Linked DNA regions of Mus musculus: regions 2, 3, 4, 5, 6 and 7 are each linked to region 1. A link is a contact called in public HiCAR-type, HiChIP or PLAC-seq and promoter capture Hi-C data. All regions are on one chromosome and are shown on one strand. The core of a region is the stretch at or near the end of the contact, and the rest is flanking DNA. Distances in the headings are between cores, read along the strand shown. Region 1 holds the start of Sox4 (SRY (sex determining region Y)-box 4). Region 2 holds the start of Cdkal1 (CDK5 regulatory subunit associated protein 1-like 1). Region 3 overlaps Cdkal1 (CDK5 regulatory subunit associated protein 1-like 1). Region 4 overlaps Cdkal1 (CDK5 regulatory subunit associated protein 1-like 1). Region 5 overlaps Cdkal1 (CDK5 regulatory subunit associated protein 1-like 1). Region 6 overlaps Cdkal1 (CDK5 regulatory subunit associated protein 1-like 1). Region 7 overlaps Cdkal1 (CDK5 regulatory subunit associated protein 1-like 1).

Region 1 (3,128 bases), core at 261-2,760:
CCGACGGGAGACGCCGAAGCGCCCAGGCTTCCAAACAGGTAGACGCGCTTCACTTTCTTGTCGGCAGGGTGTTTGGCTGGGGTGGCCAGCGCACTGGACGGCGAGGAGGAGGCGGCCGGAGTGGCCGCACTGGGAGTCCGCACCTTGTAGACGGCCGTGGGCTCCCCCAGGGGCAGCAGGGCAGCTTGCTCTGGAGAGAACGATGCAGCCGCCTTGCTGCCGCCCGCCGGGACCAGCTTAGCGTGGGGCTTGCCGACCGAGCTGCCCGCCACCTTGGGGCCACAGCTCTTCTTGGGCGCGGGCTTGGAGCTGCCGCCCGCGCCACCCCCCGCGTGGCTGCTTCCCGCGTGGCCGCTGCTGCCCGCGACCTTGTCGCCCTTCTCCCCTGGCTTGGCTGTGGCCGCCGATCCCGCGCCCGCGTTGCCCGACTTCACCTTCTTTCGCGGCCGGTACTTGTAGTCAGGGTAGTCAGCCATGTGCTTGAGGCGCAGCCGCTCCGCCTCCTGGATGAACGGAATCTTGTCGCTGTCCTTGAGCAGCTTCCAGCGTTTGCCTAGCCGCTTGGAGATCTCGGCGTTGTGCATGTCGGGCGACTGCTCCATGATCTTGCGCCGCTCGATCTGCGACCACACCATAAAGGCGTTCATGGGCCGCTTGATGTGGCCACTGGGCGTCTTGCACCAGCTGGGGTCGTCCGCCTTGCCGCCCGTCGACGCGGTGGAGCCAGGCGTCGGGGAGGACGCGATGCCCAGCTCCAGGCCGGCGCCCGAGTCCGAGCTCTCCCCGGCCAGCAGAGCCTCAGTGTTCTCCGCGTTGTTGGTCTGTTGTACCATGGCCCCGGCTTGCCGGGCGCCCACGCGCGCTCACACGCTCGCGGCGCGGTCGCCGGGCCCTGCGGGCTCCCCGGGGCGGAGACCAGGGTCCCCTGAGCGGCGCGCGGGCCAGGGGCGGCCGCCTCCCGCCGCCAACCTAGAGTCCCCGAGGCCCTCCGTCCTCCCTCACCGCTGAAGTGCTCCCTGCGGGCACCGAGGCTGGAGTCGGCCGCGGCGAGGAGTTTCTCCAAACGTTGGTAGCCGGAGTATCTTCCAAACGCAAGTTTCTCGCCGCCTCCGGGGCAAGTCTTTCCCCCACCCCTTTCCCTGAAGCAGTCGATTGCAGTTCACGAGAGCTCGCGGTAGCTCAGGAAAGCGACATCGTCTCTAGCGCCTAAGTCCCTTTCCTGCAGTGCAAAGCCAAAGCGACTCTGGCTCCGGGACTCTCTGTGGGCGGAATCGGCGCTGAGGAGTTGGTGCAATTATTTTGTTGCAAGGTAGGAAGCCAAGAAGCTTGCATGCAACAGACCGGCATGAATAAATGTATGTTTCTCCCTCCCTCCTGCAAGAAGGGGAGCTGGTTACCGGCAGAGTTCCCCCACTGCAGACTCTCTAAGAAACAGCGTGCAAGAACTGGAAACCGGGAGGGAGACGGCCCTCTTCCCCTCACTCTGTTTCTCTGGCTGCAGCTTAGAGCAGACCCCAATTCCGCCTCGCGCTTCTTTATCCTTTCTCAGACAGCCAATCAGCCGCTGTAACTAACGCTTCCTCGTGCCAAGCCCCTCCCCCGTCCTTCCCATTGGCTTGGAACCCGATGCAATAATAATCTCCGCGTGCAATGAGAAGCTCCAAATCTGACCTCATTCCAATTTACAGAGCAAACTTTTTAAAAGGGCTAGAAGTACAGCTGAGATTTCTGCTGCCTCTTTCCCCCCCACCTCCGCCTTTTGCTGGGTGCGCGCGCGTTTGCCTCTGTGTGTGTGTGTGTGTGTGTGCGCGCGCGCGCGCGCGCACGCACGCGCATGTGTGAAGAGGATGTTAATGCATGAAGTTATTAAGGGGAGAGACGGAAATGTATTCTAGCCATTATGTTAGATAACAAGGGGCTTGGAGGGGGGGTAAGGGTGAAATACTGTAAATGGAAGCTTTCTGCTTAAAAGCCGAGTGATTATTTTTATTAGTTCTTTTCAGCCCAGGAATAAAGAATCAGCCTTTGGTGCAAAATCTCTTTTCTTAGCCCCTTCTTAGAGCTAGAGATGTAAGTGGGGGGAGCCACAATAATAAATCAATGGATATTGAAAACCATTAAGAAAGTGGTACCTAGACACCTGTCATCACAATTATTTTAACAACTCTGGGTACAGAACAAACGTTGGTGTATTGTGTAAATCCCTTCAGGATGCTATCTGTGCTGTTTGTGAAAGGCAGGGTTTTTTTTTTTTTTTTCTTTCTCCCCTTTTCAGTAATTACTTACTCTTTTTGCCAAACAGAGGTTAACTAGTTATTTAATGATTTCACTTCCCCTATAAATCCTGGGTAGGCCAAACAAGATTTTCTGTGGAACGCTAAGGCAGTGGCCCATAATTACCTCAATAAGAGACTTTGTGTGATTTCTGTATAGGGCGATCATGGTGAATACAGGATGGGATTGACTTCACTTTCTAAATGTTTGTTTTCCACAATATCCAAAGGATAGATGGGTTCGCTATGTGCTCTCCTTCCCCCTCTCTTTCTTACCCATTGTCTCCCGTGTGTCTGTGCTACTTGAAGCAATTGGGCCTAAAAGACCAAGAAGAGAAAGGGGTGGCACAGGGGAGTGGGCTGCTGGACCTATCTCAAGTCCCTCTCCTGATCTTTCTTTCTGGGTCTCATTGTCCTCCTCTTCTGTGCTTTGGGAACCTTGTGAGCTTTATAGAGGGCTTGTGTTAGTGCCCGGTGAGTGTGTGATTATAAACCACGGATGTGTGTCCTGAGCCCTCTGGATTCTAACACACATTCCGAGTTCTCCCTAATGCAAATGCCACTTCTAGTAAGAGCAGCACGATGTTCGAGAGACTAAGGTGGGAGGTGGTCACCGGTGGTGAAACGTAATCGAAAGCCCCTTTGGTGGTCCCCGTTTGTTATCTCAGTACTTGGGAGGTGCCTTCAGGAAGATCAGGAGTTCAAGATCATCCGCTGATGCTTAAGAATTCCAGGACAAGCTGGGCGGTGGTGGCGCACGCCTGTAGTCCCAGCACTTGGGAGGCAGAGGCAGGCGGATTTCTGAGTTCGAGGCCAGCCTGGTCTACAAAGTGAGTTCCAGGACAGCCAGGGCTA
Region 2 (3,128 bases), core at 167-2,666, 900 kb after region 1:
ATATAGTGAGTTCCAGGCTAACAAGGGATAAACATTAAGACAACATCTCAACAAATTTAAAAAATAAAAATAAATTTTAAAAAAAAGAGAGAGAGAGAGGGAGAGAGAAACAAGACAACCCAGCTAGAAGAGGTACAGAAACAAGCCTTCAGGAATGCCATATTTGGGCTGCAGAAATGGCTCAGAGTTAAGAGCACTGATTGCTCTTCCAGAGGACCAGGGTTCAATTCCCAGCAACCACATGGCAGCTCTTACCTGTCTGTAATTCCAGGATCTGATAACCTCACAAAGACATACATGCAGGCAAAATCCCAGTGCACATAAAATTATAAATACATATTTTAAAAAAAGAAAGAAAGTCATATTTAACAGCCAGGTAGAGAAGTAGGATATAACAGGGACTAAGCAACAGCCAAACAAGAAAACAGATGTGCCACAAATGGGAAAGAGAGCATGTCTCGCTTCTTAATGAAAATGAAAAACTAAGGAAGAGATACAAAAATGTCTCTCCGATGAAGTTATAGGGAAATCTAGTTTTCACAAAATGATACTGGCTAATTACTAAAAACTTAAGACATCTTTCTTCATATTCTAATGCAGAACTAATTACTCAAATATTAGAAACTAAAATAAACCAATACCTTGATTTTCTGAAATTGGTCTCAAGTCCTCTTGAAAGATGAATCTGAAAAATTAAAATTAATTAGAAAATGCGAGTACCCTATAAGTTCATAAAACCAGTGTATGACCTCTTTACAACTTCCTTAAAAAAAAAAAAAAAAAAAAAAAAAGGATGCATCTAGCCACTTTTTAAACTGCTACCCTGCACTGTAACACCTGAGCACAATGAAAATCACCAAGTAAGAAACAAGTGATCCCTTATGACACAGGAAAGTTTTCTAAGCAAGGGAGCAAAGAAAAGAGGGGAAGGGGGCGCAAAAACACAAGCGACCTCTGCCCCTATGCCCAACTTCAGTGCAAAACACTCATCTCCTGAAGCCCTGATCGCGTAGCACAAGTACATTCACGGGTAAAGCGAGAGGGGAAATGAGGCTAGAGCAGAATGGAAGTCCCTGACGTCGCCAGCCAGCAGTGTCTGCCGCCACGCCGGCCTCTCTCCAGGCAGCGCTCCAGAGTCCGACTCTCCACGCCAGCCGCCAAGTCTTTTCCAAACTGCGAGAACAAGCGGGCGATCGGCCCAAAGGAGAAAACCTGCGGAAACGAAGCTCCGCCCAAAATGCAGCTCGGCCCACGGTCGCTGAGCACTGATCCATTTGCCCCAGTATACACAGATCCAGAACTTCACCTGTCCGAACTGAGAGGAAAAAAACCACAAGCCCCTGCCAGGAAACTGCACAGACTTCAGATGGAGAGCGCCATGACACTTGTGTCCCGCCGGGCTGATTTGCGCATGCTCCGCGACGGTAGACCGGAGAGGTCAAAACAGATCGTTGTTTCAAGTTTGCGTTTGTTTTTATCTATAATTATTACCACATTCTTCTACAAACAAAGGTGAAAATACACTCCTACCTCATTATGTTAGCTTATCAACTAACTTCTGCTAAGTTATAACCTTATAACTTGTCCTGCACAGTTAAGAGATTAACATAAACATCTTGCCATTTATTATTACTACTCATTATTCACAAAAAGGGACTGGAGACTTTAAATACTTACCAGAATAATTACCTCCGGAGTAAATCATTTTCATTACATTCATTACATTTTATCAGTTCCCTCCTCTATCTATCTATCTATCTATCTATCTATCTATCTATCATCTCTATCTCTTTTGAGACAGCATCTCTCTATAAAACCTTAATTGCACAGTCACTCATTATATGGAATGAACTGGCCTCGAACTCACAGATCGACCTGCCTTTACCTCCAGATCTCTAGGATTAAAAGCATGCTCCACCATGCCCAACTAATTTCCTTCTCTTCTATAGAGAAGAATAACTAAAATAATAGTTGTTCTATCGAATAACAGAAGTCAATTAACACCAAACTCGTGCCCACATCTACCTCCTACTGCTGGGATTACGGTTGTGGCCCACTGCAGTAGGCTTATATTTCTGCTTCTGCAGAGACAATTCAGCCGAGGTAGTCAGGTTTCATTTAATAATTCCATAAGAATACATAAGAAGAAACCTTTATACTTTCTTTGTCAGTAATGCATAACTTTATATTTAAAAAGCAAAAAGAAAGGAATGATGTGAAAAATATGGAACAAAATCTTTATGTTTTCAAAGGGATGAAGATTTTTGTTGAAGGATGAGTGGTTTAGCAGTCTGTGTATTGGGACCCAGGGACTTCTGCATGCTAAGCAAGCACTGTACCACTAAGCTGCATCTCCTGACCCTAGGTTTGTTGTTGTTGTTTGTTTTCTTGCTTTTGTCTCCATAGTGAAAACTGAATGGGAAAATGTTAGCAATAATAAAACCAATGGACAAAGGAATAATAAATCCAGAAATTACAAAAAATTAAAAACAGATTTAGTTTATAACTTTAGCAATTATCGGTTGTACTATTGAATTTAAACCAATCAATAACTTTTCATGAGACACAATGTGTGTGAGTTTAATTCGCTCTTTAAAAAGTGCATATGAATTGTTTGTGCAGAGATTGCATGGACATAATAGCGACAGTCTTAAGACAGATAAGTCTATTTCTTAGGCGAATGGGACAAACGTAGATGTGAACTGTAGGGATTGGGCATTAAATGTGCTGTGATTTACATTGACTTTCCACAGCCTGTGACCAAAACCCAGCTCTAATTTCAAAACAAGGGGTGCACATAAGAATCGATGTTGGATACAGGGACTGTGAAGATTGATCCTGTATAAGAAATTACTTGACAGAATAAGGCTCCCCTGGCTGAAAACTATATGACAGTAATTTTTTGTTGTTGCTGTTGTTGTTGTTTGGTTTTTTGGTTTTTTTCAAGACAGGGTTTCTCTGTATAGCCCTGACTGTCCTGGAACTCACTTTGTAGACCAGGCTGGCCTCGAACTCAGAAATCCACCTGCCTCTTCCTCCCAAGTGCTGGGATTAAAGGTGTGTACCACCACCGCCCAGCACAACAGTAATTTTTAAGGAAGATTTTTTCCCCCCAAGAGTGGATGAAC
Region 3 (3,128 bases), core at 261-2,760, 850 kb after region 1:
TCTAAATACCTACAGCCCAGAACAGAGCCCAAGGATATGCAGAAAAGGCACAAAAACACCTATGAGAAAAAACTTACAGTGATTTGACTCTAATATGCATGACAGAATAAGGGAAATGTTACTTCAAAATAAGGATGAAATTCAGTACCCAGGTGACCTAGAAATGACGCAAACGTTATAATTCAGACAATAACACTAGTGTATTATAAACTGTATGTTAAATACATTCAAATTTGAAGTGCAGACTTATAAGACATTAAGAGGGGAGAGCTGAAACTGAGCTGCTGGGGTCCTTCGGCTGGCAGAGAGAGCCCTCTCTTGAAAGGAGAGAGCTGCTCCTTTCTTGACTGGTCAATTCTTCTGTTAACCTTTAAGACTAAGGATGGAAGGGGTAAGAAGTGCCCAGAGGATGCCATGCCTAGATATCCTCTCCCTGGCACCACTGTAGGACAGAAACTCAATTCTCCCTTGCTCAGCAATCAGCATCATTCAGTCTTGTAAGGCTTCTGTTGTTGTTGCAGTTCATTGATCATTTGCTGAGGGGAGAACCCAACCAGCCAAGGAGCAGCCCTGTCTCCCGATCCCATGGAACCACCGTTCTCTCCATGGAGACAGTCTCCCTCTCAGGACCATGACCTCCCAGACAGCAGAGGCCTGTGCTGACATGGCAGAAAGTGGAAGTTGTACCAAACAGGTTTGATACTCAGACTCTCATCAGTGTGAAAAGTATCAGACATAAATGAGTTAAGGAGAGGAAAGGTTATTTGGACTCAGCCTCAGAGCTTTCAGTCCACAGTCACTTGGCCCCATGGTTCCGTGCCTGCAATGAGGAGGCTGTGCACTCTCACACTGGCCAGGAAACAGAAAAATATAGAGGCAGAGAACAGGGTGGATAAGATACAGCCCTGAAGATATGTCCCCAGTGACCTACTTCCTCAGGTAGGCTCCACCTCCTACTTTCCAGAAACTCCCAAATTAATGCCACAGGGTAGGGAATCAAGCCTTCAGTACAAGAGCCATGAGGGAAGAGCACATACAAACCATAATGTGAATCACTAGTTAAAATAGCAAGGAACTCCCAACTTTTACCCCCTGATTTCCAAGGCCATGAGTATGATTACTAGAGATAACACATGCAATGGTCTTTGATTCACAGTGCACACTACACCCTGGGAAGAAGCAAGAACATCCTTTTATGGTACTTCCTCTCAACTAGCACTGTGCTACAGCCAGAAGGAATAAAATGCAAAGTGCCCTAAGAGTGGATAGAGATTTCTGAATCCACAAATAAGGGTGCTGACAGAATATTCTAGGTAGAGGAGGAAAAGCCATAAGCAGCATAGATGACTATTCCAGTAATGATGTATCTTTTCCTTCCCCGTGATGGAAAAGGTCCAATATAATTTAACCACCAACAGATGGCTGGCTGCTTCCCTCAGAGAATGGTGTCACACCAGGGACTCAATGATGGGACTCTACAGTTGGCAGAGTAGGCATTCAGCAATAACATCAGCCAGGTCGGCCTTATTACAACACTAACAATAGTCCTTATTGTTGAACCCATGAATAGGTTTTCCCACTGCCAACACAGCCATTTATTCGTGGGCCTGTTGCTTAAGCCCTAAGATGGAGAGGAAGAGGACAGCCATGGACACAGCGAACTGCAGTCCTTCTCCTTCCACTTGCCTGTCCTTCACTTCTCACCCATCTTCAGATCATACAGAAAAAGCATTAATAAATGTCCACTCGCCACTGTAGATTTTGATCTGTCCAATCTTCTCTCACTCTGTAAATAATAGGTGGCCACTCATACTGCTACAAGTTCTGCCAACTGGGGGTATTTTTTCCCACTGTCCTTCATGGTCAGTCTTGTGAGGAACTTTGATGCTGTGGTGTCCAATTCTGAATATATGAGAAAATCCTTCACTCATTTGTAAACCAACTCAAGCTTCTCTGTTTTTTAGTCAACTGTCATGGCAGCAACTCAGGAAGCCATTGCCATGAGCAGAACGAAGTAGGGCAGCAGCTGGCACCAAAGGGTCTGACGCACTCCTTAGAAGTGATGTCCAGCCCTGGTCAAGCTTGGTCTCCTAGAGACTTTTTCCCTCTGATAACAGACTGCTACTATGCATAGCCAAATGGGTCAGAAATGAGATGAGGAACTGTCAGAGGGCAGATAGGAACGGAGATAACAACTGGACTGTAAAAACTAAAAGAAATTTTAAAAATCATTAATTAAAAAAATTTTTTTTCAAGCTAAAGTCTAGTAGTCACTGATTAGTGGCTAAAAGGGGCTTTAGATTGGTTCCATGTCCCCTTCTATGCTGATGGATCCAAGCAGGCAGTAGGAGACATGGTAGGAGCTCAAACACGCTCCCACACTAGACACGGAAGTATTTTAGCAAATTACTTCAGCCCCTTTTAAGACTCCCATTTGTATCTATAAGATAGCATCGTAATGCTATCTAACTCACAGATCACTGTGGAAGAGCACATGCAGGTACATGAAAAACCCTGCCCAGTGCTTCTTATGAGGCAAGTCCTCAGCCTTACATTAGCTACTATCACTAATGCCTGTCAGCAGCATTATGAAATCAACTTTTCCATTAGGTATTCCTACTGCTTTTTTAATCATGGTTAACCATCTGGCAACCCAATAACAATTATGTATAAGTAATAAACATGGCAAAGAATAATATGGTGAGAGGCACTGGTTAAATAAATGGGACTTGGCTTTCAGGCTGCCAGGAACTCATTCACTGGCTTGGCACAAGCCTCCCATGTATTTGAGCCTCCATTTGCTGAGCTGTAAAACAAGTCTGAGTTAAGTGCTATCAAGATTTCTTTCCTCCATTACAATGTACAATGCAATAACCATATCTTAGACTTAAGTTTTAAGCCTATTCGTATGTGGTCCTCCCAGATTTCTGTTTGTATCATCCTTATCTAAACCAAGCACCAGCCCATTTCTAAAGCATATCGGAGGGGACCCTCCACCAAGCACTAGTATCAAACAGTTCCAAGAAGGTCCTAGAAATCACCACTCAACCATCTCCCTTGCAAGGCTTTGGTTAAAAACTTATAAAGGATAAAGACCGGAGAGATGGCTCAGCAGAGAAGAACACTGA
Region 4 (3,128 bases), core at 353-2,852, 820 kb after region 1:
CCAATTTTGTTTCAATGCATTGTACAACATCAGAGCCATGAACTTCTCCTGTGCATTTTACTATTACTTCACCAGAGACCACAAAGGATAAACAGAATGAGGGAACTTCCTCAAATGCCAATCAACTATGGTATTTCTTAGTCTGACTATAGGTAAGGGCAAAAAGGTCTGCTTGCAAACACTTTTAAAACCAACTCTAACATTCTGGGCCTGGTAAATAAGAGAGAGAGAAATGAAATGTGCACCTTACTGCAGCAGCATTTACACCTTGTAGGAGAGACATCAAGTCAGCCCCCAATAAACAGACTCTGTTCCTTTCTTACAGAGCTGTAAATCTGTTGAGAGCAACAATGGACTGCATCCAAAAGAAAGAAAATCACACTGCGTCTCCTGGCCTCTTTCACATGCAGGTGGTTCTCTCATTGAGGGTCCAGACAAGAGAGACAAATACTGGTATTGAGTAGAACTTTCTAGAAAGCACCTTTGAAAAAGAGGTACTTTCACCTGGCATAGTCCTCTTTTACTTCCTACTTTTGGGCAAACAGGTGTTGTAGCTGGGAAGCATAACTGTTTGACACCATAAGGAAAGAGCCACTGATAATACAAACACCTCAGCCTCTCAGATCCCACAACCGGTAAACCCAACTAACAACTTGGTAACTGTGGAGTTGGCACTATATCAGGAAACTAAATCCCCCTACCTTATTTAAGCCTCTATTTATTAGGTTTTATATGACATTTTCTGAAGTTAAGTGCAAAGTAATACAATCTAATAAGAAAGAGATACAGAAAAGGTTCTTAGAAAATCCACAGAGGAAGACATTTGTATGATGGAGGCAGAGGGCAGAGGGGATCAGGAAAATAAATGTCCAGAGAAGCAAATATACAAGTCAGTCCATTCATTTGTTCAAGGATCACCTTCCTCCACTGTATGAGCCACTGACACTGAGGGCTGAGGGGACACAGGCAAGAAGAATCTTATAACAGAGTTACCATAAGGGGAGGACACCCAACCAGCACTGGACTGTGCCTACCCCTTCTTTCTACTACTCATCATGAAGTTACAAAGGAAAATGAACTCTGAGGAGGATTCATATCATGGCTATTACCTCAAAATCCTAAAGTATTCACCAGCCAAAAGCTGGGCTACATATTGCCTGAAGATTGTATTTTTCCTCCACTGCCACTCTAACCAATTTTCCCAAACCTCAAAAAAGTCAGTGTACTATCTAGGCAACTAACTTCATTAGTGTGCTCCAAAGAATACCCAAAAGTATAAATATTCCATATTTGGATAGCATGTGCTAAGTGGAAATGTGGTTTGTTTGTTTGTTTGTTTTCTTTTTCTATCTATTATCAGCTATTAACAACTCTATGGAAAAATTAAGAAATATCAGGTTTGTCATACTTGCAGAATAAAATAGGGAGAAAGTCTTTTCTGGGCTGTTTATAAACACACAAGATTTAGGAGAATGTCATTCAAACCAAAACAACAGGAAATCACTCTCGCTCAAAGATCGGGCTTAGATCACGGTGAGTTCCTCTCCAATCCTGCTAAAGCAAGTTTCTGCATGCCTTCCGGAGCCTCCGCCTACAGAGCTGTTAGGCCAGCGGCCAACACATATATTTAATTATGTAAGTATTCAGTGCTGTCAGCCAGCTGCTGCCGCTCTTAATACACTGACCTCTTTCACTCCTCCTCTTGCAGAAACCGGCAAAAACAAAGCAACAGTTGATGCGGCAGTAATCATGAAATATGCAAAATACTATTCTCCAAAAAAGGTTTCAGATAACTACACAATTCAGCTTTGCATTTTTAAAGTGATTTGCTCCCTCTCAAGTGCTTTTCTGTTCCTTCTTTGCAAATGCAATAACTGATCTAACTGGAAGTTCCTTTTTGTTTCTATACCTTAAAAAAGTCAACCATGAATTCAAGTATATTTTCTACTTTCTTGTCACCAAATTTCTCACTGGAACACACACGAGGCAATTGCCTTCCATCATTCCATCCATGTCTGTTCTGTGCTTACAGGACAAGCAACGGAACACATGGCCTATATGCCCATCACTCTCAGTCCTCGTTTTCAAAAGAAAAAAAAAAAAGTAAGTTTCATTTGATGTCCCTAGAAAGTCCATTCTGCCAGTAGTACCCTCAATTCCAAAGTAGCTCCAAGGGCTGGGCAGGTAGCAAAGCCCCCAGAACAGCAGAGAGCAGACTAAACAGAACTGAGACACATAAATAAATGCAAACAAAACAAGTCCACACATGGGGGATGATAACCAGAGCTAACCGTGAACAACTCACCAGAAAAGTGGGACTTCATCAGCTCAGGTTAGCAGCACGTGTGCTACAGAGCTGAGGCACCTCACTGACAGTCTCTCTTTCCTCACAGAGCTGTGTCACCCCTCACTCTAGACCCTAAGGTACCAGGTTAACTTTCCCAAACAATTCCTTCCTGTCTTCTGTTGGCAGAGATCTGGTGGCTTTTTCTCACTCACAGAAACTATAAACAAGTTGATGTTCAAATGTAAGCCAGTGCTGTGGTGTTAATAGCAGACAACACGGGAGTGACAATAGCTTTGACTGGGACACTGACAGTGAGCTGAGAGACAGTGTCAGCAGGAGCATGAAAACTGAACTGAGGCAAATTAAACAAACATGCACACAGTGAGAAATAATCATGGTGTCTCAGACTCAGGCAAAAGACCATCGGTCCTTCCCTGTGACTCAAAATGACCCAGAAGTACAATCCAGAAAGTACCCTAGCTGGTTTAGTTGGGTAGAGAAAAAGGTCCTGACATTCACAGCCCAGAGCTACCAGCATGGCCAGGGGACTCCAAGGCACAAGGACTCATAATGTTGTCATAACATCCCTCAGGAAAGAAACTGGAGACCAACTGTGACCAAAAAAAAAAAAAGTAGGCTTTCACCTCTTCAGGACAAGAGAGGCAAGTTACTTCCTAGCCTCGACAAGGACCCACAGCAACCTTGTGGAACCATGCTCAAAGAACCTGTAAGTACCTTACTCTATAGGAGGAACAACAATATGAACTAACCAGTACCCCCAGAACTTCTTGAGACTAAACCACCAATCAGAGAAAACACACGGTGGGACTCATGTCTCTAG
Region 5 (3,128 bases), core at 190-2,689, 780 kb after region 1:
GACTTTTTTAAAAGAAAAAAAGGAACTTTTTAAAGTAATAAACTCCAAAATAAAAAATTAAAACAAAAAGTCCAATGTTCAGTCTCAACAGTATCAAAAGCTCTGACAACCGAGAGGGAAGGTGGCCACTGGCTGCTTCGAGTTTCCGAAGGAAGGAGAAGTCATCGGTGAGCAGCCATGGAACTGCTGTTTGGAGGAAACAGTGAGGCCTGAGAGAGAAGCACCATGACAATGTACGTTAGATCATTTGAGACAGGACAGTAGGCAACTGTAAGTAGACATTTTAAAGGTTACCCTTATACTATTTTACATATTAAAATCATAGGCCAGTGGATAATATCATTATGGGACTATATGAGACTGGGTTGGATTTTTAACCCAGAGCTCTTTTAGAACGTACATTTTCATAGATGTGGCAGAAAACCATAAGATTTTTAAAAGCATGTTTGTTATTCAAATTCCATATATCTACTGAGTATCTCCTCTTTTAAAAATACACTTGTTAGGTTGGAGCTGGAGCTGGGGCTGGGGCTGGGGCTGGGGCTGGGGCTAGGGCTGGGGCTCCATAGTCGAGTACTTTCCTGGTAAGCAAAGGGCCCTGGGGTCACCCCTCTACAAACAGAAAACTTCAGATAAGAAATGCCAACTCTAGGATCATCCTTCCATGTGTGAGGAGTGCTTGCTTATCCTTAACTGCAGAACACACATGTAACACATATGTAACAGCCATAGCCTTGCTATGGTGTCCAACAGAGCCATCTCCATCTCTACCCTTCAGCCCAACACCAGTGTTAGTCATTTTTTAATTACTTCTAGCAAGTTCCAAAACCTTTGAGGGGCCACATACCTCACAGGCTACCACAGTAGCTAAGCAGATAGGTAGGTGCACAATGGCAGCGGTTACCGTACTGCCAAATGCTGCACGTATCCCTTTTCAATGCTGTAGATAAGAATAAGCTATCCTCAGATGCTTATGTTAACAGTGGCAAAAGTGCTCTTCAGTTGCAGAGCAGGAACTTTAAAGGGAATTTGTTTCCTTAAGTCAAATACCCAGTAGCCAACTACTCCAGAGTTCTGTGCTACAGGATGAATGGTTTGCAAAACCAAAACAGATCTCAACAGCCACATAGCCAAGGAAGCAACCACAACTCAGGGCCACTCATCAGACTGCTAAGGAACAAAGTCCTAGCAGGTGGCCATCCTCTGCTCCAAATTCAGCCATCCTGCACATGACATTATCTTCACGATTTGTATGCGGTCGTTTTGTATAATGTAACCCCTGGTATCCAATTTTCAAAATTAAGACAAAACTGTCTTTAATGACAGGCAAACCACAAGAGGAAACATCAATGATAAAAATAAGTCTGCTCAGAGCTCAGTGAAAAGGGCCCCTCCCAAGTCCCAGAGGTACCTGCCAAGCCTTACCCCACCCTCACCTCAGTATTTGTTCAGTGAAGCAGTGCTGTGCCTGGAACAAATCCCGAGGCCTAGTCAAACACCAGGTGGTACACCAGTGTCATTTTTTAAGTAACAGATGGCTCAAACTTTTCTTGTTTATGACATACAGCCAGGACTTACACAAGTGAAGCTGTCTTCCAAGTTCTTTATACAAGTAGCACAATTACTCATGTGACTCACCACTTCGAATCATAAAGACAGCAGCAGGTGGGACAGATGCAGGGCTCCTGGATTATTTATGACTTTGCATAACAGACAGAGAAACCATACACATGAACACAGATGGAGTCAAGTGCAGTCACATATTCAATGGTATTTCATTTCCTAGGTCATAAAGTCTGGAGGCCAAACCAAGTGAGCGCTTTGGTTTGAATAAATAAAAGTAAAATGTTACGAACCTAAGATGGAAGTAGGGAGAAGAGAGGTGTGTCCAGTGTCCTTCAAATCTGAAGGGCATTTTCACTAAAGGTTTAGGAATGGAAAGTAAGTCAAAGATTGCTGGGCCAGGAGTTTGCAAGGGACTTTCATTACCTGCATATCATTTCAGTTGTTATTAGGACCAGGTAATCTCACTGAGTTTAATTTATTAAACTGCATCACAGATTCCTTTATAGTAGAAATACACACTTGAGTACTGTGTGTGTGTGTGTGTGTGTGTGTGTGTTCAGTACCATGGTTTCAAGCATCAATTGCTCACTGTGTCTCTCTTAAAGCACAGGCATCAACTGGGGATTGGTGGGACAAACACCTCCCCCAAATTAGAGCTGTATATCAAATTCATCAAAAAATGAGGGGAAAGCTTGAAGCAAAGTAAAAGAAGTTACCCTAAGTGATTTTCTCCCTGTTTCTCTCTCTCCCTCACCATGTCCCCACTAAACAACACTACAGCCAGGGTCTATCTACCTCTATCAAAGGCTAGTAAAGGCCTGAGCATCTTTGGACAAAGCAGCAGAATTAAGGAATTGACAGGAAATGTGTGAGCTTTCCAACAGGGCCCATCGGTCTCAGCCTACTTCACTCTAAAGTGCCTGGCCCATGCTTTATCATGAACATGACTCTAGCATCACCTCAGCTTTCTCATCCCTGACAATCAAGCATACAATGATTGATGAGGCCTATGGGTAAGACCCGCTGCCCTTGGCAGAGTCACAGACAGGTTCAAATGTTTGGTGATGCCAGTACTGTTTCACCTGTAGCCACTACTGGGTCCACGATCCAGTTCTTCTATCAACCCATAAAGTTTGATTAGCAATACAGGTAGAAACAGAAAGCTGGTCCCAAACAGATTTGAGACCTGTTGTGCTACCAAAACATGCGGCCAAGTCAAGGAAAACCTAGAGGCTCCCACTTGAACACCTCCTGACTCCTCTAAAACTCATGGGATAGACTCAGATACCCCACACATGTTGGGTTTCCCTAACAACTGAATTACTACAGCTATTTTTCCTGGGTAAAATCCAAGTGCTTTTTGAGATGAACTTGTTCCTCTATGGTACTGTCCTGGTGCATTACTTCTCTAGCTGTCTAAACTGTCCTTCCTCCTTGTACAGATAATAATCCTCAGATAATAACACTGCAGGCCAAAGAACCAAAAGGAGCTGCTCCAGGAGGAGGAGCTGCACTACAGTGGGGGGCACGGTTCTTCACTAAACGTGTCCTCTGTGAAAACT
Region 6 (3,128 bases), core at 471-2,970, 760 kb after region 1:
CTTCATCACCAGTAGACTGAACAATAACTTGGTGAGAAAGAGGCCAGCAGAAGCAGCAACAAAGCAGCAACAGTGGCAAAGTCAGTGGTGATTACTGCCACCCTGGTGGCAGCAGAAATGGGAAGAGACCTGAAGCATTAAAGAAAATGACTATGGCAGAAACCAGAATAGAGAGAGAGAGAGAGAGAGAGAGAGAGAGAGAGAGAGAGAGAGAGAATGAAAAATTCCAAAAGAGAAATGAGGGTCCCAGCATATGGGGCCTGTTTGAAAGCTGTGACACCAGCAGTGAGTGAGATCTGCTGCTGCTGCTGATGATGATGATGATGATGGTGGTGGTGGTGGTGGTGGTGGTGGTGATGATGGTGGTGGTGGTGGTGGTGGTGATGCTGATGCCTGCAATACAGTCTGACATTTTCTCAATTAATCACAGTTATCATATAACCCAGCAGTTCTAAATCTCTACAACAGAAATGAAACCTATACACACAAAAAGCCTGTGCATGGTGTTCAAAGCAACATTTAAAATGGCCAAAGGCTGAAATACCCACCAACTGATAATGAAACATACACCATAAAAGAGATAGGAGCAATGAGACATGCTACATATGACTACACAGAGTGGGAAGTCAGGGTGGCCCTCACAGTGTACAACCCCATCAGAGGTCCAAGGGGCAGCAAGGTAGTGGCTGTCCAGGGATGGCCAAGGGGGAAACAGCCAGGTGCACTAGGGAGCCCAGGCTTCTTCCACGAGTAAGGCGTGTTCCGACACTGTGTGGTGATGGTCATAGACTCTACCCAAACTACCAACTACAGGACTACACACTGCATGCAGTTGGATGCACTGTGTGAAGTATGAATTGTATCTCAAGAAAGCCATTACATCTAAAAACAACAACAAAAGATGAAATTAGCCGAATGTAGTACTATGAAGATCACTAAAGAAAACAACTGAGGAAAGCATGCAGACTGAGGGACCCTGAGGACCTCACAACTCTATGCAACTGTGGACAGCTGGGAGCTTTGCAGCCATAAAGGACAAAAGACCAGGAAGAAGTGTGTATAAAAACAGAATAAGAAACCATTATTTTTACTTAATTACAAAGAAGCAGAAAAGAAGTTTATTATGTAATTTGGGAAGCTATTGTGTCCATTTGCATTGATAAGGACAGTGGAGAAAATATGAAGGAAAAAAGGCAGAGAGAAAGAGGGACCACAACCACAGGCTGAAGAGGAAGAAGGCCAAATTGAGTGCAGGTGGGAGGAGGGGACAGAGCAAAGACAGACCCAAACCCCCCTTGAAGAGGGCACAATAGACTGAATTTCCACTGGAGAAAAAGGAAAGCCATTCTCAGTTAGCACCATAAATTGCAGCCCTGGATACACAAAAGCTTATTCAACAGCATATCATTCAAATAAAGTACGTAAAACAGTATCTTGTGCCCTTCAGGCAATTGACTATAAATATACAGGGGAAAACCAAAACAAAACATGCAGCATGTTCCCTTACTGGCTCCATATGTTCTCAATCAGGAAGCAAGGACTTGGTGACCAAACAATTCAGAAATAACAGTACTGAGTCACAATGCTGAGAGACTTTCAAAGGGCCCATGCAAATATTTTACTCTGCTCTCAGAAAAGACTTCAGGGTCACAGCTGAACATGAAGGAGGAAACAAGCCAACATGCTGGTACCTAAAGCAAATGAAAGGTGCTGTTCCCACATCTCCAAACTGTTGAGAGTTGAGCTTTCCCCAGGGGCAGAGATACTCACAGTCGTGCCAGGCACTGTGTCAGTTACCAACCACCTGTGGTCACTACACACTCAGCTGAAACACTGAATGTTTAACTTAAGCCATGTGCAACAGGAAGGTTTTAGGAATCGTAAGCCAGCAGATCACTGTGCAGATCAGCTGTTAGAAGCCAATGAATACCTCAAAGACAGCTTCCCAGTTGGGCTAGAAAAGAAGGCCACATGCCCATGTACCCAAGAGACCAGGCAGAAGGACTCACTCCACTGCACACATCGAGGGTATTTTTCCTAAACAGCCTGCGAGACAAGCCAGTGGGTAGAATCATAAAGCCTACATTTAAGTAATTCTTTCGCTTCGGGTTGCATGCTAGTATTGAACACGAGTTACCACTTTTAATTATAAACATTCTGGGGAATCAAACTCAGGACACCAGGCTCGGCAGCAGGCATCTTTATCCACTGAGCTGCCTCACCTACCCTTATATAAAACAGATTTATTTTCAAGATCAAGGCTGAGCTTCCTGAGCAGATCTTCAGTAAGTTGGTGGGAAAGAAAAACTGTACCATGTAGTAAGGAAATACTAACTGAACACAACTACACTCTCAGGGAAACTTCTTAAACATTTTCCACTGTGACTCCTTTTATTGCCTAAAAAAAATTTTATATAAATCTGAGGATAAAGATATACATTATACATTATAAAATAGATATATAAATCAAACATTTACCGATAACAATCATAAGAAATTTACTTTAAAATATTTTATCAGCATATAATTTCACCATTTATTTAAAATTAAAGAAAATTTGCATACCAATGAGCTAGAAGGGTTTGCCTTTAAAAACACAATTCAAAGATGTATACTGATTTGATAGATTAAAGAATGATCATAGGAAAATCACAAATGTCTTTATTTTTCTGTAATTTAACCATTATATTTCTTGGGAAGAAGAAAGTTTTATGTGTACCCGAAACGCTCAGCAGTTCACAACATGTGTAGTCCGAAAGCACTGTGGCTCACAGCAGGCATGTGTAGTCTGGCATCTGTGCTAGGTGGTTCAGGCAGAGGTGTTTACTGGGGCTGTGCAACCTGACAGCATGCTCAGTATAAAGTGCAGATATGTTCCAAACCAAGACTACAGTGAAGTCACATGATACAACACTGGTAAGCACTGCCAGAAACATGGCAGACTGGCTACATGGTGATGTGAATTTATTTTTAGTTGCCAGGCATCCAGAAATATTTCACTTGTCACATGTTTCATGGCCATCCCCATTCCATTCATTTTCTTGACTATGGGGTCACAACCCACAGTTCAAGAAGCTTTGCACTGGGTCGTTTTGGGAGCTAAGGCAGACAGAGAGCCTCTGACCTTC
Region 7 (3,128 bases), core at 457-2,956, 740 kb after region 1:
GGAACTTAGGAAGAGATCATGTCATAAGGCAGAAAGAGTTAGAAATGAGAAATGAAAGGCAGATATGATTGTGCTTCATTTTGTGTGTGTGTATTCATTGGATATATTTATAGGACGGTCTCACAAATAAAGAAAAATTAATACAAGAAAAGAAAAATGGAGCAAATAATATCTTGGCCTAAAATTCACACATTTAATACAATAAATAGAAACAAACCCCTAAAGATAAACTTACCAAAAAATGTGCAAATTATTTTAGATAAAATATTTTTCTAGATCTCTATGTATGAAAATACTAAAACACTCTTAGTAAAGCCAATACATAAATACTATCATCAAGTTAATAACACCCTAGCTTATTAAAAAAAAAAACTCAACTTGATCTGAAATGCTCAACTTGTTCCTTGACAAAAAGTAACTAATACACTCCACTAATATACTTTTAAATTACAGATTCATATGTGCATCCGTGTAGGCATGAGTACAGGTGCCCTTGGAGAATGGAGGTTCTGATACCCTGAAACTCCATTTATAGAAGTTTGTAAACCACCAATCACAGGTTCTAGGAAGAAAACTTGTAACTGCTAACCATTTAAAAGTAATTTCAAGTAAGTTTCTTAAAAAAGCAATTTGCTCCACCGGCACTAAGGGTTAAAAACTGAAATCCAAGCAAAGATGTTACAAGGTGATAGTGTGGAATGACACTCGTGGGGCGGCTTCCGTGTGAGAGAAGTGATAAGACAGCAACCGGCTCAGCAAAGTGATGGCGACTCACATCTCACAAGGCCTACTGCGATTTTAGATAATATGAATTGACTTAACATCAAAAATGTGCTTACTTACTTACTTCCAAGGGTCAATTCTATATTCACTGATGTAAGAGACAAGACTGTGAGTTATTGCAAATACCTGCTAGCTTCAGTATTCATTACAGTGCCATCAACACAACAACTAAATCCATAGGAGAAAAGTTCAGATCGCATAGAGAAACTTTAACATGATGCTGTTTGAGACAAAATTGTAACACAATACTTAACAGTTTTGGAATAACTAATATATGGCAAAATTGCAATGACCTTAAAATAAACCATTCAGGAGCCAGGGAGCAGGTTCACTAGGTAAAGAGTTTGACGAGTGAGTGTAAGGATCCATGTCTGATGCACAGCCCCTACGTACAAACTGCAGCCATACTCTTATGACCCCAGTGTTGAGATAACAGAGACCAAAGGGTGTCTAACCTCCCTTGCCAGCCAGCCAGGCAGTAGAACTGAACTGCTGAGCACCAAGCTCCATGACAGACTCTACCTCAAACAATGAGGTAAAGAGCAAAAGTGATGCACATACCCAGCACTAATGTCTGACCTATGGGCACGCGTGCACACACACACACACACACACACGCACACGCGCACACGGGGAGGAGGGGAAGGAGGAAACAGTACAGCAGAAGCACCATTCCGAGTCTGAGAGAAAAGCAACAGCTGAGATGAAGGAAGCAAACAGCCTTGTGGTGATAAGAAGCTCAGTCACCGCTCACTACAAATCACTAAAAACCCTGCTTCACTTCGGGTTCTGAGTTTCTGTCCGAGCCCCTTCACCCTCAAAGCCGAAAGCCAGAAATCTGTTCCACAAAACATTCCCCAGTCGGTTAACTGCCACCCAGGGGGATGTTAATGAAAAACCAAGAAACTCTTCTACCTTCTGTGGACTACAGCAGCAGTGTGAGGGGTGAAACAGACACAGGGAAGTCTGAAAAGGAGCTGGCCCATGACAGGGTGGACACACATGCAGGAGAAATGCAGGTACGTGGAGCTGGCTTAGAGAAGCAGAAATGCAGGTACCTGGAGCTGGCTTAGAGAAGCAGAAATGCAGGTACCTGGAGCTGGCTTAGAGAAGCAGAAATGCAGATACCTGGAGCTGGCTTAGAGAAGCAGAAATGCAGGTACCTGGAGCTGGCTTAGAGAAGCAGAAATGCAGGTACCTGGAGCTAGCTTAGTTAGAGAAGCAGAAATGCAGGTACCTGGAGCTAGCTTAGTTAGAGAAGCAGAAATGCAGGTACCTGGAGCTGGCTTAGAGAAGCAGAAATGCAGGTACCTGGAGCTGGCTTAGAGAAGCAGAAATGCAGGTACCTGGAGCTGGCTTAGAGAAGCAGAAATGCAGGTACCTGGAGCTGGCTTAGAGAAGCAGAAATGCAGGTACCTGGAGCTGGCTTAGAGAAGCAGAAATGCAGGTACCTGGAGCTGGTAGAGAAGCAGAAATGCAGGTACCTGGAGCTGGCTTAGAGAAGCAGAAATGCAGGTACCTGGAGCTGGCTTAGAGAAGCAGAAATGCAAGTACCTGGAGCTGGCTTAGAGAAGCAGAAATGCAGGTACCTGGAGCTGGCTTAGAGAAGCAGAAATGCAGGTACCTGGAGCTGGCTTAGAGAAGCAGAAATGCAGGTACCTGGAGCTGGCTTAGAGAAGCAGAAATGCAGATACCTGGAGCTGGCTTAGAGAAGCAGAAATGCAGGTACCTGGAGCTGGCTTAGAGAAGCAGAAATGCAGGTACCTGGAGCTGGCTTAGAGAAGCAGAAATGCAGGTACCTGGAGCTGGTAGAGAAGCAGAAATGCAGGTACCTGGAGCTGGCTTAGAGAAGCAGAAATGCAGGTACCTGGAGCTGGCTTAGAGAAGCAGAAATGCAGGTACCTGGAGCTGGCTTAGAGAAGCAGAAATGCAGGTACCTGGAGCTGGCTTAGAGAAGCAGAAATGCAGGTACCTGGAGCTGGCTTAGAGAAGCAGAAATGCAGGTACCTGGAGCTGGCTTAGAGAAGCAGAAATGCAGGTACCTGGAGCTGGCTTAGAGAAGCAGAAATGCAGGTACCTGGAGCTAGCTTAGAGAAGCAGAAATGCAGGTACCTGGAGCTGGCTTAGAGAAGCAGAAATGCAGGTACCTGGAGCTAGCTTAGTTAGAGAAGCAGAAATGCAGGTACCTGGAGCTGGCTTAGAGAAGCAGAAATGCAGGTACCTGGAGCTGGTAGAGAAGCAGAAATGCAGGTACCTGGAGCTGGCTTAGAGAAGCAGAAATGCAGGTACCTGGAGCTGGCTTAGAGAAGCAGAAATGCAGGTACCTGGAGCTGGCTTAGAGAAGC

The links. Promoter capture Hi-C pulls out the DNA fragments that hold promoters and counts their contacts. HiCAR-type assays count read pairs that join an accessible place to other places. HiChIP or PLAC-seq counts read pairs in DNA pulled down with a chosen protein or histone mark. Capture Hi-C pulls out chosen DNA fragments and counts their contacts.
Region 2: a promoter capture Hi-C map of adipose tissue shows a contact between it and region 1. The contact joins the promoter of Cdkal1 here to the promoter of Sox4 in region 1. A contact is called at or near these places in 15 of 39 promoter capture datasets (the C10 cell line, the HPC-7 cell line, the SN4741 cell line and 11 more), 1 of 15 datasets of contacts at CTCF or cohesin (the NIH/3T3 cell line), 33 of 484 Hi-C or Micro-C datasets (B cells, the C3H10T1/2 cell line, CD8 T cells and 22 more), 30 of 115 datasets of contacts at active chromatin or transcription factors (the 230-238 cell line, the SCID.adh cell line, VIP interneurons and 21 more) and 4 of 9 other capture datasets (adipose tissue, liver, macrophages and 1 more).
Region 3: a contact with region 1 is called in an H3K4me3 HiChIP or PLAC-seq map of neural progenitor cells, with 16 read pairs. The contact joins the enhancer-like site here to the promoter of Sox4 in region 1. A contact is called at or near these places in 17 of 39 promoter capture datasets (the 3T3-L1 cell line, 3T3-L1-derived adipocytes, the HPC-7 cell line and 11 more), 1 of 484 Hi-C or Micro-C datasets (bone marrow-derived macrophages), 21 of 115 datasets of contacts at active chromatin or transcription factors (the 230-238 cell line, the SCID.adh cell line, T-cell acute lymphoblastic leukemia and 17 more) and 2 of 9 other capture datasets (embryonic stem cells and macrophages).
Region 4: a contact with region 1 is called in an H3K4me3 HiChIP or PLAC-seq map of bone marrow-derived macrophages, with 8 times the contacts expected there. The contact joins the enhancer-like site here to the promoter of Sox4 in region 1. A contact is called at or near these places in 10 of 39 promoter capture datasets (3T3-L1-derived adipocytes, the HPC-7 cell line, HPC-7-derived erythroid cells and 7 more), 7 of 484 Hi-C or Micro-C datasets (LSK cells, the N1E-115 cell line, cardiomyocytes and 3 more), 25 of 115 datasets of contacts at active chromatin or transcription factors (the 230-238 cell line, DN3 thymocytes, the HPC-7 cell line and 20 more) and 4 of 9 other capture datasets (adipose tissue, embryonic stem cells, liver and 1 more).
Region 5: an H3K4me3 HiChIP or PLAC-seq map of pro-B cells shows a contact between it and region 1, with 7 times the contacts expected there. The contact joins the enhancer-like site here to the promoter of Sox4 in region 1. A contact is called at or near these places in 11 of 39 promoter capture datasets (the C10 cell line, the HPC-7 cell line, HPC-7-derived erythroid cells and 7 more), 2 of 15 datasets of contacts at CTCF or cohesin (large pre-B cells and pro-B cells), 13 of 484 Hi-C or Micro-C datasets (the HPC-7 cell line, Sertoli cells, Th1 cells and 9 more), 25 of 115 datasets of contacts at active chromatin or transcription factors (the 230-238 cell line, the SCID.adh cell line, T-cell acute lymphoblastic leukemia and 19 more) and 1 of 9 other capture datasets (adipose tissue).
Region 6: a promoter capture Hi-C map of pre-B cells shows a contact between it and region 1. The contact joins the enhancer-like site here to the promoter of Sox4 in region 1. A contact is called at or near these places in 17 of 39 promoter capture datasets (the 3T3-L1 cell line, 3T3-L1-derived adipocytes, the C10 cell line and 10 more), 1 of 15 datasets of contacts at CTCF or cohesin (large pre-B cells), 18 of 115 datasets of contacts at active chromatin or transcription factors (the 230-238 cell line, T-cell acute lymphoblastic leukemia, craniofacial prominence and 13 more) and 1 of 9 other capture datasets (liver).
Region 7: a contact with region 1 is called in a HiCAR-type map of kidney, with 7 times the contacts expected there. The contact joins the enhancer-like site here to the promoter of Sox4 in region 1. A contact is called at or near these places in 4 of 39 promoter capture datasets (the 3T3-L1 cell line, the HPC-7 cell line, hippocampal neurons and 1 more), 1 of 15 datasets of contacts at CTCF or cohesin (pro-B cells), 6 of 484 Hi-C or Micro-C datasets (cerebral cortex, cortical neurons, forebrain and 2 more), 20 of 115 datasets of contacts at active chromatin or transcription factors (the 230-238 cell line, the NIH/3T3 cell line, the SCID.adh cell line and 16 more) and 2 of 9 other capture datasets (adipose tissue and macrophages).

Annotation. Positions count from the first base shown.
Region 1 is chr13:28,952,189-28,955,316 of GRCm38.p6, forward strand. Sox4 (SRY (sex determining region Y)-box 4) reads right to left here and starts at 1,511. Exons shown (of 1, transcript NM_009238.3): 1 at 1-1,511. The coding sequence starts at 833. All of the region lies in intron 1 of Gm46405 (a long non-coding RNA gene), which reads right to left.
Region 2 is chr13:29,854,257-29,857,384 of GRCm38.p6, forward strand. Cdkal1 (CDK5 regulatory subunit associated protein 1-like 1) reads right to left here and starts at 1,417. Exons shown (of 16, transcript NM_144536.3): 1 at 1,307-1,417; 2 at 642-685.
Region 3 is chr13:29,805,606-29,808,733 of GRCm38.p6, forward strand. All of the region lies in intron 4 of Cdkal1 (CDK5 regulatory subunit associated protein 1-like 1), which reads right to left. Among named protein-coding and RNA genes, the nearest start is that of Cdkal1, 49 kb to the right of the region's middle. Within about 2 kb of position 1,511, at least 11 of the 459 cell types and tissues checked have an H3K27ac peak or open chromatin away from gene starts, as enhancers often do. A contact at or near this core is called in neural progenitor cells, where this site is marked.
Region 4 is chr13:29,768,214-29,771,341 of GRCm38.p6, forward strand. All of the region lies in intron 5 of Cdkal1 (CDK5 regulatory subunit associated protein 1-like 1), which reads right to left. Among named protein-coding and RNA genes, the nearest start is that of Cdkal1, 86 kb to the right of the region's middle. Within about 2 kb of position 1,603, at least 115 of the 459 cell types and tissues checked have an H3K27ac peak or open chromatin away from gene starts, as enhancers often do. A contact at or near this core is called in the HPC-7 cell line, the N1E-115 cell line, adipose tissue and 14 more, where this site is marked.
Region 5 is chr13:29,736,707-29,739,834 of GRCm38.p6, forward strand. All of the region lies in intron 5 of Cdkal1 (CDK5 regulatory subunit associated protein 1-like 1), which reads right to left. Among named protein-coding and RNA genes, the nearest start is that of Cdkal1, 120 kb to the right of the region's middle. Within about 2 kb of position 1,440, at least 46 of the 459 cell types and tissues checked have an H3K27ac peak or open chromatin away from gene starts, as enhancers often do. A contact at or near this core is called in the 230-238 cell line, the HPC-7 cell line, embryonic stem cells and 3 more, where this site is marked.
Region 6 is chr13:29,713,836-29,716,963 of GRCm38.p6, forward strand. All of the region lies in intron 6 of Cdkal1 (CDK5 regulatory subunit associated protein 1-like 1), which reads right to left. Among named protein-coding and RNA genes, the nearest start is that of Cdkal1, 140 kb to the right of the region's middle. Within about 2 kb of position 1,721, at least 30 of the 459 cell types and tissues checked have an H3K27ac peak or open chromatin away from gene starts, as enhancers often do. A contact at or near this core is called in the 230-238 cell line, heart atrium, pre-B cells and 1 more, where this site is marked.
Region 7 is chr13:29,687,350-29,690,477 of GRCm38.p6, forward strand. All of the region lies in intron 8 of Cdkal1 (CDK5 regulatory subunit associated protein 1-like 1), which reads right to left. Among named protein-coding and RNA genes, the nearest start is that of Cdkal1, 170 kb to the right of the region's middle. Within about 2 kb of position 1,707, at least 4 of the 459 cell types and tissues checked have an H3K27ac peak or open chromatin away from gene starts, as enhancers often do. A contact at or near this core is called in kidney, where this site is marked.